Regions from separate parts of the Mus musculus genome. Here region 1 is linked to region 2. A link is a contact called in public Hi-C data. All regions are on one chromosome and are shown on one strand. The core of a region is the stretch at or near the end of the contact, and the rest is flanking DNA. Distances in the headings are between cores, read along the strand shown. Region 1 has its middle 16 kb from the start of Gm32379. Region 2 has its middle 9.3 kb from the start of Gm31720.

The links. A called contact is a pair of places that touch in the nucleus more often than the background predicts.
Region 1: a contact with region 2 is called in a Hi-C map of the N1E-115 cell line, with 3 times the contacts expected there. The contact joins two enhancer-like sites. A contact is called at or near these places in 1 of 484 Hi-C or Micro-C datasets (the N1E-115 cell line) and 2 of 115 datasets of contacts at active chromatin or transcription factors (embryonic basal ganglia and stem cell-derived neural progenitor cells).

The regions. Positions count from the first base shown.
Region 1 is chr14:25,224,971-25,230,189 of GRCm38.p6, forward strand. No RefSeq gene overlaps it. Among named protein-coding and RNA genes, the nearest start is that of Gm32379, 16 kb to the left of the region's middle. Within about 2 kb of position 2,286, at least 222 of the 459 cell types and tissues checked have an H3K27ac peak or open chromatin away from gene starts, as enhancers often do. A contact at or near this core is called in the N1E-115 cell line, where this site is marked.
Region 2 is chr14:24,533,567-24,538,866 of GRCm38.p6, forward strand. No RefSeq gene overlaps it. Among named protein-coding and RNA genes, the nearest start is that of Gm31720, 9.3 kb to the left of the region's middle. Within about 2 kb of position 1,780, at least 18 of the 459 cell types and tissues checked have an H3K27ac peak or open chromatin away from gene starts, as enhancers often do. A contact at or near this core is called in the N1E-115 cell line, where this site is marked.

The DNA of each region.
Region 1 (5,219 bases), core at 1,036-3,535, 690 kb after region 2:
CACACTCTGTCACTGACGCTTCTTGTCCAGGAATGTGCCCACCCCGTGTGGGACCAAGAGAGAGCAGAATGGCATCTTGTGATGGGCCAGGTACCCACACCCTCTGCTCAAGGACTTTGCTGAGAGCTAAGAATGATCATATCCATTTAACAGATAGGAATCCAGAACTTTCCTGAGGACCCAGAGTTGGACAGGGGACAGTTCAGGGACACAGGCCTGGCTCCTCAAAGATATAAGCCCAATGCCTCTGCCTCTGAATTAAATCCTTTGCCATGATCCACAGATACTTCTAGAAAAGAATTATCATGCCATTGACTGACTTCCCAATGATGCACAGATCACTCCAGAATCCAGGACTTAATGCATGGAGCTTTCCCCACAGGCCTGAGTCCCAAAGATGCTGCCAGCAGAGGATGCCTTAAACCTTCCTCCTGACAGTCTCGCTGGCAGAATCCCAGAACTGCAGTGCTGAGGGACCTGGAAGAAGTCTTTGAAGTCTCCCTCATACGGAGCTGCAGAAAGAGGCTTGTTGTCTTATGCAGAGAGCAGTTGAAGATATCAAAGGGAAGATAGGATGTTAAATTTGAGTGATCAATGTTTAATAGTCAGGGTTGTAAGCTGTCACGAGGGATGCAGTGGGTGGGAAGCCTCACGTACTGTAGGATTTGAGATGACACTGCCCCGGGCTGTGGAGGAGCCCTCTGGCATCCCTGTAAATAGGGAGGACAGATCAAGAGGTACAGGGGTGAGCCCACACTCCTCTGCCTGGCTGCTTATGTGGGGGGCATTGCATAGAATAGGGATGTTTTGGGTGGAAGTAAACCCTCAGATTCTGACCAAGCAGCAACCAATCATACAAATATTGGTCTCTTCTCAACAGGACGGTTAAGGGCCCCCAGAAAGGTAGAGAGGGGTCCACCTTGGATTAAGGAGACCTGAGGATCCAGCCCTTGTCAGGGATAACTTCAACATTGCACTGAAACTTCTCTGGGCAGAAATAGGAGGCTGCATGGACTCTGGGAGAAATGGATGCTAAAGGGGGTGGGACCTTCCTCTGTAGGACAGTCTCAGGGGCAGAGCCTGCCCTTCTGGGTCTCCTAGCATCTATGATGTCTGTTGCCATTCACAAGAGCTTGGAGGAATGTCAGCTCCCTTGCTTTGTGATATCCAGACCCTAGCAGATGGGGTGAGCTCCCCCAACCCAGGCCCTCTGTCAGTCACCCTCACAGGTTGTTCTGTGGCAGGGAACACGGCTCCCTCTGGTCCCTCCCCTGGAGCTCATATGCACGGCTGTGGAGTGACAGGGCTGAGGACCAGAAGGAGCGAGCTCCCTAAAAGCTTTCTTGGCTGAAGAGCAAGAGACAGGCTGGGCTGTCCCCACAGGCAGCCCTCATCTGTTCCCAAATTCGGGCATCCCCAGAGAGCATCAGGAAGGGCTTGGAGGAGTGGAGATGCAGACTGACTGACAGAAGAACAAATCCTGAAACTCCAGCCCCTGTGCCTGGCTAGGCAGGGGCCTCCAGACCTCACATGGCTGCCTGCCACCTCCTGAGCAAAACACAATTTCACGACTCTTTGGGGGATAAAGGATTTTATTTACCTCTTTTCAAAAGCTTCAGAATTCTTCCTGAACATCAAATAACTCCTGGCAAACACATCCTGATGAGTAACACGAAGTGAAATAGAACCAGATGGGCTGACTCGCTCTGGGCTTGCGCGGGAGGGGGAAGGGCGGATCTCACTCACAGAGAGGCTGGGCTGTGGGCCACAGGAAGTGCATCAGGAGGGGGGCACAGCCTTCCAAGCAGGGAGGGGACAAAGTCCCCTGGACTTTGCCGGAGATGGAGTCACACTGCCTGCCATCTGGCTTTGTTGGGAAGAGAAAAGAAATGGGGTTTCCGGCAGCCTGTTGGTGGCACCCCAGCAGTGTGGATCATGCCAAGCCTGGCATCTATGGCACTTGGGACCCAGGGGACTCTGAGACATAAGCTCCTGTGATAGGGAGATTGGATGGCCAGTGTATTTAGAATCCTCTAAGAACCTCCTGAGGACTCCGCGAATTATCCAAACAAGAGTGCTCTCTCTCTCTCTCTCTCTCTCTCTCTCTCTCTCTCTCTCTCTCTCTCTCTCTCTCTCTTGATTTGGTTCCACTCAGCTGAAACACACCATTTCCCAGCCTCTTTTCAAGAGGAAGCACTGTAGCAGCCCTGACCAGTGGGAAGCAGCTAGTGTCTAAGCCACTCCTTCCTTGTGCCATCCTTGACCTCCAGGAGGGAGGCTACAGCTGGAGCTGGAGTTCCACGGATGAGATGAGCAAGTCTGGTGGGGCAGGGAGCCTGAACCGCACATGCTCTGTGGAGCCACTGACTTATCCTTGAACATCTCTGGCCTTGTGCCTATCCGTGAGGATGTGCTGCTGTGGGGTTAGGCAGACGATATTAGGGTTCTCTGGATCCTGACACCAGACCAGTGGCTCCAGTCCCAGGGAAGCAGTCCTAGCAATCCAGACTGCATCAACTAATCTCTTATGCTCCAGAGACTCCCATGCCTCATGTAGCTGTCCCAGTTGCCTTAGGGGTCTCCTGCCCAACTCCTTCAGGAGGCTCTTGCCACTTCCACGGCAGCAGAGGCCACTAGCCCCAGTGTTCAGCCTGCCGCGCCCCCCCCCCCCCCGTGACCTCTCCAGACGGTAGCCTGTCTTTTAAGAGCAGAATGTTAAAACTGAGGGTACCGACCCTCTAGCTTATCTGGGTGTGGTCATCTTAACATGGGGTTAGATAAAATGAAACTTGTGTGTGGCAAACCAGGCCATGTTAGTCACCCAGGGTGGTAAGAGAGCCACATGGGAACTTGGAAAGCTTATCCATTGATTTTTTTTTTCTGGCATGGACTTTAACGGCAGGATCTCTTAGATGACAAACATCTGAAGCAGAACTTTTACATGTAAGGCAGACTCTGACGGGCCTCTTCTGGGAAGTCCTGGAGATTCTGCAGAGCACTGTTGGAAGTCACCGTGGCTGAAAGCAAAGGAAAATGCAGACAGCTAGCAAGCTGGGCAGAGCTGGGAACAGCAGCAGAGTTTGACTGCTAGTGGTTCCCAGCTCCTCCACACCAAAGGCCCCAATATTGGACACATGCGCTTCTTCCAGCAGATTCTTAATTGGGGCTCCAGGCCATCCATAGGCGAGGCTTCCAACCTGCAGCCCCGGCTTCCTCTCTCTGGCACTGTGTCAGTCTCCAGCCACTGCTCATGCTGCTCACCTTCCACACAACTTTCTCAGAGACTGGCCTAACTTTCCTGAAGGAACATGTCCCCTGACCCATTGCTATAGTATGTTCAAGCTCATATTTCCAAACCCCAGTCTGACCCTCAGTCTCTCTCCCCAAACTTTCATCTTCCCACAGACACTGCCCCACTGTGCCCCTACTTCTCCTCTGAGCCTGTGCTTGTGGCCCTGTGTGATGCTGAGACCATGTTAAGCTTTTGTGGCTCCGTCCCCTGCTCTCTTTGTCCCACCCCGCAGTCCTCCTCCAAGGCCTAACTCATCCTGCCTTTTCTCTGGAGCCATCCTTGGTGCCTTTACTCCAGGGAGTCTGGAGGGCAGTCAGTGCTGTATCCCGCAGGCTTTACCGTGTCTGCACGCATCCGGCTTGCAGTGTGCGTGTGGTGTACTTGAAGGAAGAGAGAGATCCATTTCCTGCGCATAAGATGCACACTCTATTTACTTGGATAAAAGAGACTGGTTAGCGCACATGTGTCCTGTTTTGCTAACTGTGCTCCCACACTCCTCATTTAACAGTAGCCTGTGTTCCTTCTGGAATTTGCCTCTTCCCCGCTGTGTGTGGTCTTGGTGGAGGGGAATTCTAGGCTTCTGCCTCCCATTATGAAAGCCAAAGGTCCAACTCCAGGCTCCTAGATCCCAGGGGGAGCAGGAACGTGCCTCGACCTCTCTTCTGGGAACACACATCTGCTGAGAGTCATTCAGAGTGTCAGCCAAGCTTCTGGGTTGCCAGCGACAGACTCCTGCTTGGTCAGTTTGAAGCAGCCAGGGATTTATTCCATAGAAGGTGAGGAAGATCACAGGCCTGGTGGATAGACTGGCAGATGGGCAGCGGCAAGACAGCCAGGGCACAGCTGGGCTCTTAGCCGAATAGTCCTCAGGACACCAATCCATGTGGTCACTACATGCAGGATGCCACCTTGCTTCCCATGCTGAGCACACAGCACGGATCTTCTTCCAACTGGTCATTGCTGCTGCTGCTGCTGCTGCTGCCTTAGCGTCCTGCCATCTCCAAGAAGAGCCTTGACAGTGTTCTACAACACTGCCTGCTACTCGTTTTCCCAGGTGACATGTAACTGACCCGCTGATACATATATGTCTGTGCCCTTCCTCAAAGGATGTACAGACCTTGTGTTACAGAGTCCTACAAAGGATGCTAGGATCGACAGTTCCGTCCACAGTGGAAGCATGACTTCACCACTTCCCTCACTTTAAGGCAGGGAATTCAACAAGCCTAGAAAAGAGGAATCCTCGGTTGACAGACAAGCAAGAAGAATGGGAAAAAAAAAAAAAAAGAAAGACACTGAATCCAGAGACTAAGCTGGAGGTCACCGTCTCAACCTCAGCAGCATGAAGACCAGATGTTCCCTTCTGTATGTGATGGTCACAGCTCCTGAGCTAGGTGATCAGAAAGGCCCAGGCTTCTGCCTTCCCAGAGTCTGCTTCTCTAGGTTCCTGTCACTTCTCCAAGCTCTCGACATCCTGCCAATAAATTCCTTTTTGCTGAAGTTAACCAGTGTTAGTGTCTGCCGCCTGCAGCCCAGCAATGCTGAGCGAAAGCATGAGTAAATATGGGTACTCACTGCTTATAAAACGCCAGGCCTCCCGATGGGCTGCAGGCCCATTGACCCCTCCCCAGCACCTTCTCCCTGGGGAAGCCAGGGGGGCCAACTGGCTGTGGGGATCCTGTGGGGATGCCTGTCAGGCTTCAGTCCAGAGCAGGGAGCCCCAGGAAGTACCACCATAGATAAAACTCAGTTGATTGTACTTCAGTGTCTTCCCTTTTAAGCCAGGTCATTAGGGTACATGCTACCAGGACAGAAAAAGCATTTCTAATTAAACTACAACACCATACACAAAAGGCTGAATGGAAAGCCACACTTCCACCACTGAATTCAGATGTGAAGATGTGTAGACCAGAAGAGATGCACCATGGTA
Region 2 (5,300 bases), core at 530-3,029:
ACTGTACTGCTATCCCCTGCCTTCCTCCACCACCACCACTACCCTATCCCTTTTGGCCTGGTTCAAATGTTCCTCCTTCCAAGCACAGATGTTAGGCTAGGCCCAGTGGGCGGGATTTCTTTGCTCTTGCCCAGCTAGAACCCCAGGCAGACAGGAACACAAATTCCTCCCTCGAGAGAGCAGGAGAGAGTCAGGATTCTCAGAGACAAATAAGAGCGGACAGGCAATCCTGGGGGAGCCTGAGAGGAGCTCTCCCACCTTCATTTCTCATTGTAGAAGCAAGGCCTTGAAGGAGCTGGGACAGCAAGAGACCCATGCCTGGACAGTGCTCAGAATTGAGGCTGGTTAAAGGAGACTTTGTCCTGCAGGGTCCCCGGGCAGTTAAATCTGGGTGTGCCCTTAAGTGCTCTCCCCGGCAGTGGTCCATTGGGCAGCCTGGGCTGCAGGTATAGCCAACATACAGTTGTTCAGGGGACACCCAGGGGACACAGAAGGCTTAAGGAATGCTTGCTAAGTCTGGACGAGGCGCCTTTTTTGTTTGGTGCAGTAAAGTCTGGAGTCATTATTAATAAATCAAGGAAAGGGGAAGATAAGGGGACAGGAAGAAGTGCTGGGAGACACACAGATTCTCTTGGAGGCCTCTCACAGGCCAGATCATATGGGAAACAGAATTGCAAGTAGAAGGGTCAGACGACACCTAGGAGCCAGGGTATGCCCCTTTAAAAGAAGGCATTTCTGGCCCACTTCACAGATCTCAGATAGGCTGGTCTTGGGGCTTCAGGAAGCAACTGGAGTGACAGTCAAGAGGCAGCTTGGGTCGGCTGTTATTTGGAGTGTGTGCATGATGAAGACACTGCAGTGGGAGGCAGGCTACTGATGGGCTGAGAGGAGGTGCCTCGCCAGCCCCAGCTACTTTATTGACTGTTTCTCTCAAAGCACAAATGGCCTGAAATGCAAACAGTACTGCCTGGAATCGCTAATTAGCCAAGAGATGGCTCCTTGCAAGAGACATCCTGGTCCACTTGAGTCTGCTGAAATACCTGTTCCGGAGGCAAATGGGGTCACCATGGGACACTTTCCTCATGCCCCCAAACAATCACCTCGCTCACTGGGTCCCACTTTCCAAAGTGACGATGCTTAGGCCCGAACTAATTTGTCTAATGGAAAAGTCACGGAGAGAGAGTGTGGTGTCACTGTTAATCATTTTTTTAAACTTCACATTATGTGATCCGTTAACATTAATATTTAATTTAATGCAGCCAAAAGATTAATGCTTGTGTTTATTTCTAAAAAAAGGCAAAGATGCTTCAGGCTGCTTTTCAGCTTGGTTGAGCTTTGGGGAAAAAAAAAAAGAGAGAGAATGAGAGAGAGAGACAACATCGCATCCAGCATGGAAGATGTGTATTCATGCCGTAATAATACAAATATCCACTCCCTCCCTCACTCTCCCTTCTCAGCTCCTAAAAATAAGCCATGGGGTTCTAATGGGGACACTGATTAAATATTCGGCTCTGTAATTTATGCCCAAGTGAATCCCAACAGGAACCAGAGGCCCTGGAAATCTGTTGTGAAATAATTATCCTGAATGACATTGTGGAGATGGTCTGCAAGGGTGCTGTCAATAATGCATTAGCCCAAATCTGTTTGAAATACGGCAAGGAAATTACACAATCTTCATGGGAACCTGAAAGAATTATCAGTAAACAAATTTAATCAACTTGATGTTATGCATACCACTCTGCCTCTTATTATCTGATCATCTGGGTTTAGAACACTCAGGGGAATTGAATGACGTGGGATGCCAGGCTGCGGCGGCGGCCTCACTGTCTGCGTGTGTGTGTGTGTGTGTGTGTGTCTGTATGCTAGATAAAATCAGCCTCAGGTTTCTGCATTTCTCCTTAGCTGCATTTGCATTTGCAGTCTGATTGCTGGCCTAACCTGGCCCTGGGACTCCTTCTCATAGCCCAGGGATTCTCAGCCTACGGGTTGTGACTGCTTTGTGGAAGGTCAAAAGACCCTTTTACAGGGGTCACCTAAGACCATCAAAAACCACAGATATTTACATTATGATTCATAACAGTAGCAAAATTACAGTCATAAAGTAGCAACGAAAATAATTTTATGGCTGAGAGTCACCACAGCACGAGGAAGTGTGTTCCAGGGTTGCAGCGTTAGGAAGGTTGTGAATCATTACCTTGTACTGTCAGAGCCCTCCTTAGAAAAGTTAGCCAACTGCTCAGGCTTCCTTAAGCTTCTTTTGGCCACCTCTTCGTTCTCTTCTGCCTTCAGAGATGGGTGATCAGCTTGCCTTGAAGCTCAGAAGCAAAGAGTTAGAGTGCAGAGAAGAGTTAGGTGCAGAGAAGAGGGTATTGTGACCCTGGGGGGCTGCTTCTTTCCTCAAGTGCACAGGCCCCGTAATGTTGGGTTCTACATGAGACTCTGACACCAGTTTGCTGGGTGATTCTGCCACATCTCTGCATCTTAGCTTTGTCACCTACAGACCGAGGCCTGGGTCGGGGCATCTTGGTAGAAGGCTATTAGTATCTCACTTGTGTGGTATATTCATTACTGTACTCATTGCTGTGTCCAGATATTTTACAAGAAGCCACTTTCAGGAAGAAAGATGCATTTGGGTTTATGGCTTGATGGGATGTAGTCTGCCATGATGGGGGTATGCTAATCATGTTGCATCCGTAGCCAGGGAACAGAGAGAGAGAGAGAGCAATGGTGATACCACCACCATCACCATCACCACCATCACATCACCATTACTACCACCACCACCCCACCACCATCATCACCACCACCACACCACCACCATCACCACTACCACCACCACCATCACCACCACCACCACAACATGACTTATACTTGCAATATACCGTGACAGAGTAAACATTCCTATTCCAAAAGGGAAGAATTGAGCTATAGTGAGGAAAACCTAGCAGGGAAAACACCAAACAAGGGAGTTCCATGTCTGGCATTTGGGGCCATAACAGCATTGACTGTACTCCATCACAGATAAGTGGCTCTGCCTTTATAACTCAGTTGCCTGTAGCATATGTGGCCTCTTTCTGGGCGGTTTCACTCAGTGCCTCTAGCTTTCTTTGTTGATCATCCCACACTCCTGGTATCTCTAATATTTTGGGGTTTCTATTGTAATGTATGCTTTATCTTTATATTTTCATGGGTAACTTGTAAGGAATCCAGTTCTACCACACATTGTCTGGCCTTAGCAGCTTTTGGGAGCTATTAGACAATTTCCTCAGATTTGAAATATTTCCTCAACAAAAGATTGGGAAGCCCAATATAAACTTAAGAGTAAATAAAAGATGCTATGTTGGGAGAACAGAAGCATTTCTCCATAGTTTCCCCCCCCCCCCCAGCACTATAAAAAGATAAACTGCTGTGGGAAGAGACTCTGACCAACTGAGCTCCAGAGAAGAGAGTCTCAGATTGTCAAGCTGTGTGGAGGTTGTGCTGAGAGCTTCATCCCTGTTGGGCTGGACTTTTCAGGGATGCAGCTGCTTTGGGATCATCCCTGATGTTATAAGCAACCATCCACCCATACTCCTGTTAGTAATTTTGGAGCAGAAGAAAAGCAATGTCTTGGCTTGATAAAGAGAGAAGTCACTTCACTTTGATTGGGCCAATGGGCCTTTCTTTGCTGAACTGCATAGTTTCTACACCTTTCTGCTCCACTTTATAATCTCTCTCATCTTGAATCTGTGCAAATGCAGTGACCAATAACCAAACCATAGCATGAATGTTCTGTTGTCTTGAAACTTCCTTCACTAAACAAATTTAGTCTTTTACTTTTAAATTAGGTTTGACTCATATTTTCAGAACAAAGAATGCAGCCAGATTATCTTTGACAGAATATAATATGAATGGCTTCTGGCTCAGTTCCTAGTACAGCCCTTACCCTTCTCTGAAACTCTATGAGCACTGCCTGTGTTGTTTGCATTCCTATCAACATTCTAATCTTCCTCTTTCCTTCCAGGACAGTCCACTTATCTTTGCTTATAGCATTCTACGAATTTCTCTAGTCCAAAGTGCCAAAATTTTCTCTATTCCTCCTTCAAACCAATTCTAAAGGCCTATAGGTTTGTAAACCACATGGATAGAACCCCACTCATGGTACCAAATTTCTGTACTAGTAACTTTTCTTGTGGCCATGACCAAATTACCTGGCAAGAAGGAATTTTAGGAGGAAAGATTTATTTTGGCTTATTGTTTGAGGGGCTAGCATTCATCATGGCAAGGAAGGCACAGAGAAGAGTATGAGGCAATTGGTCACACTGTACCCATAGTCAGGATGTAGACAGGAGAGAGGAAGACTGGTGTTCAATAGGCTTCATCCTATACCTTTTACTTAGTATGGGTTCCATGCTATGGGATAGTGCCATCCAAAGTTTAAGTTGACTCTTCTTACTGAAACCTCTCTGGAAATGACCTTACAGACCAACCCTGAGGTGTATTGCCTAGGTGATTCTAAATCTAGTCAATTTGATAGTGAAGAATAATCATTACACATAGATTTTTTTCTGCTTAGTTCTAGAACTTAACAAGTTCCTTATAGGAAAGGGAATCTGTCACAGTCACAAACTAGGATGCAGAATCAAGATGAAGAGCTTTGACCATATCTATTGACTTCTCTCTTCATCAAGCCATGGCATTGCTTTTCTATTGCCCTGAAAGTCATATGAAGCATTTCTGAATCTTTATTTTGAACTTGGTTTGATTTCAGGGGATTTTGGATAGCCTTCCTTGGTCTACAAGTCCCTTTCCTTGTCTAACATGAGGGTTATAGAAAGAGACCCTTGAGAGGCCTCATAGACTCATTTTAGCATTCTATGTTGTCATCTACTTTCTAGATTATCTAATTAGTTATAACTTTGTATTTTGAGGAAGAGTTCCTGGTGTCAATTCCAAGTCAATTCCAACTCTCCCTTTGATGTCTTGTGAAGTGGCAATATATTCTTAATTAAAGACCAGCCCTAGAGTCTAGGGAGTAGAGGGAGGACACTGAATTTTTGTGGCTGGTCTTGAGTCTGGAATTGTCTTAATCTAAAGAAATTTTGGTAATTCTACTTGGGGTAGATAAAGTTAAGTCATCTATTGTTTACTTCTTTTTGAGTACCTACTGTGTGTCTATCCTTATACTTACCATTAGGTAGGATAATAACATTTGCTGAATGTGTACCAAGTGCTCTGCACTGAGCTAATTATAGCATGCATTTCAAAGCACAGTGAATGAGACTTTCCATTGCCTGGGGATGGGTCACCAGGAAATCAGG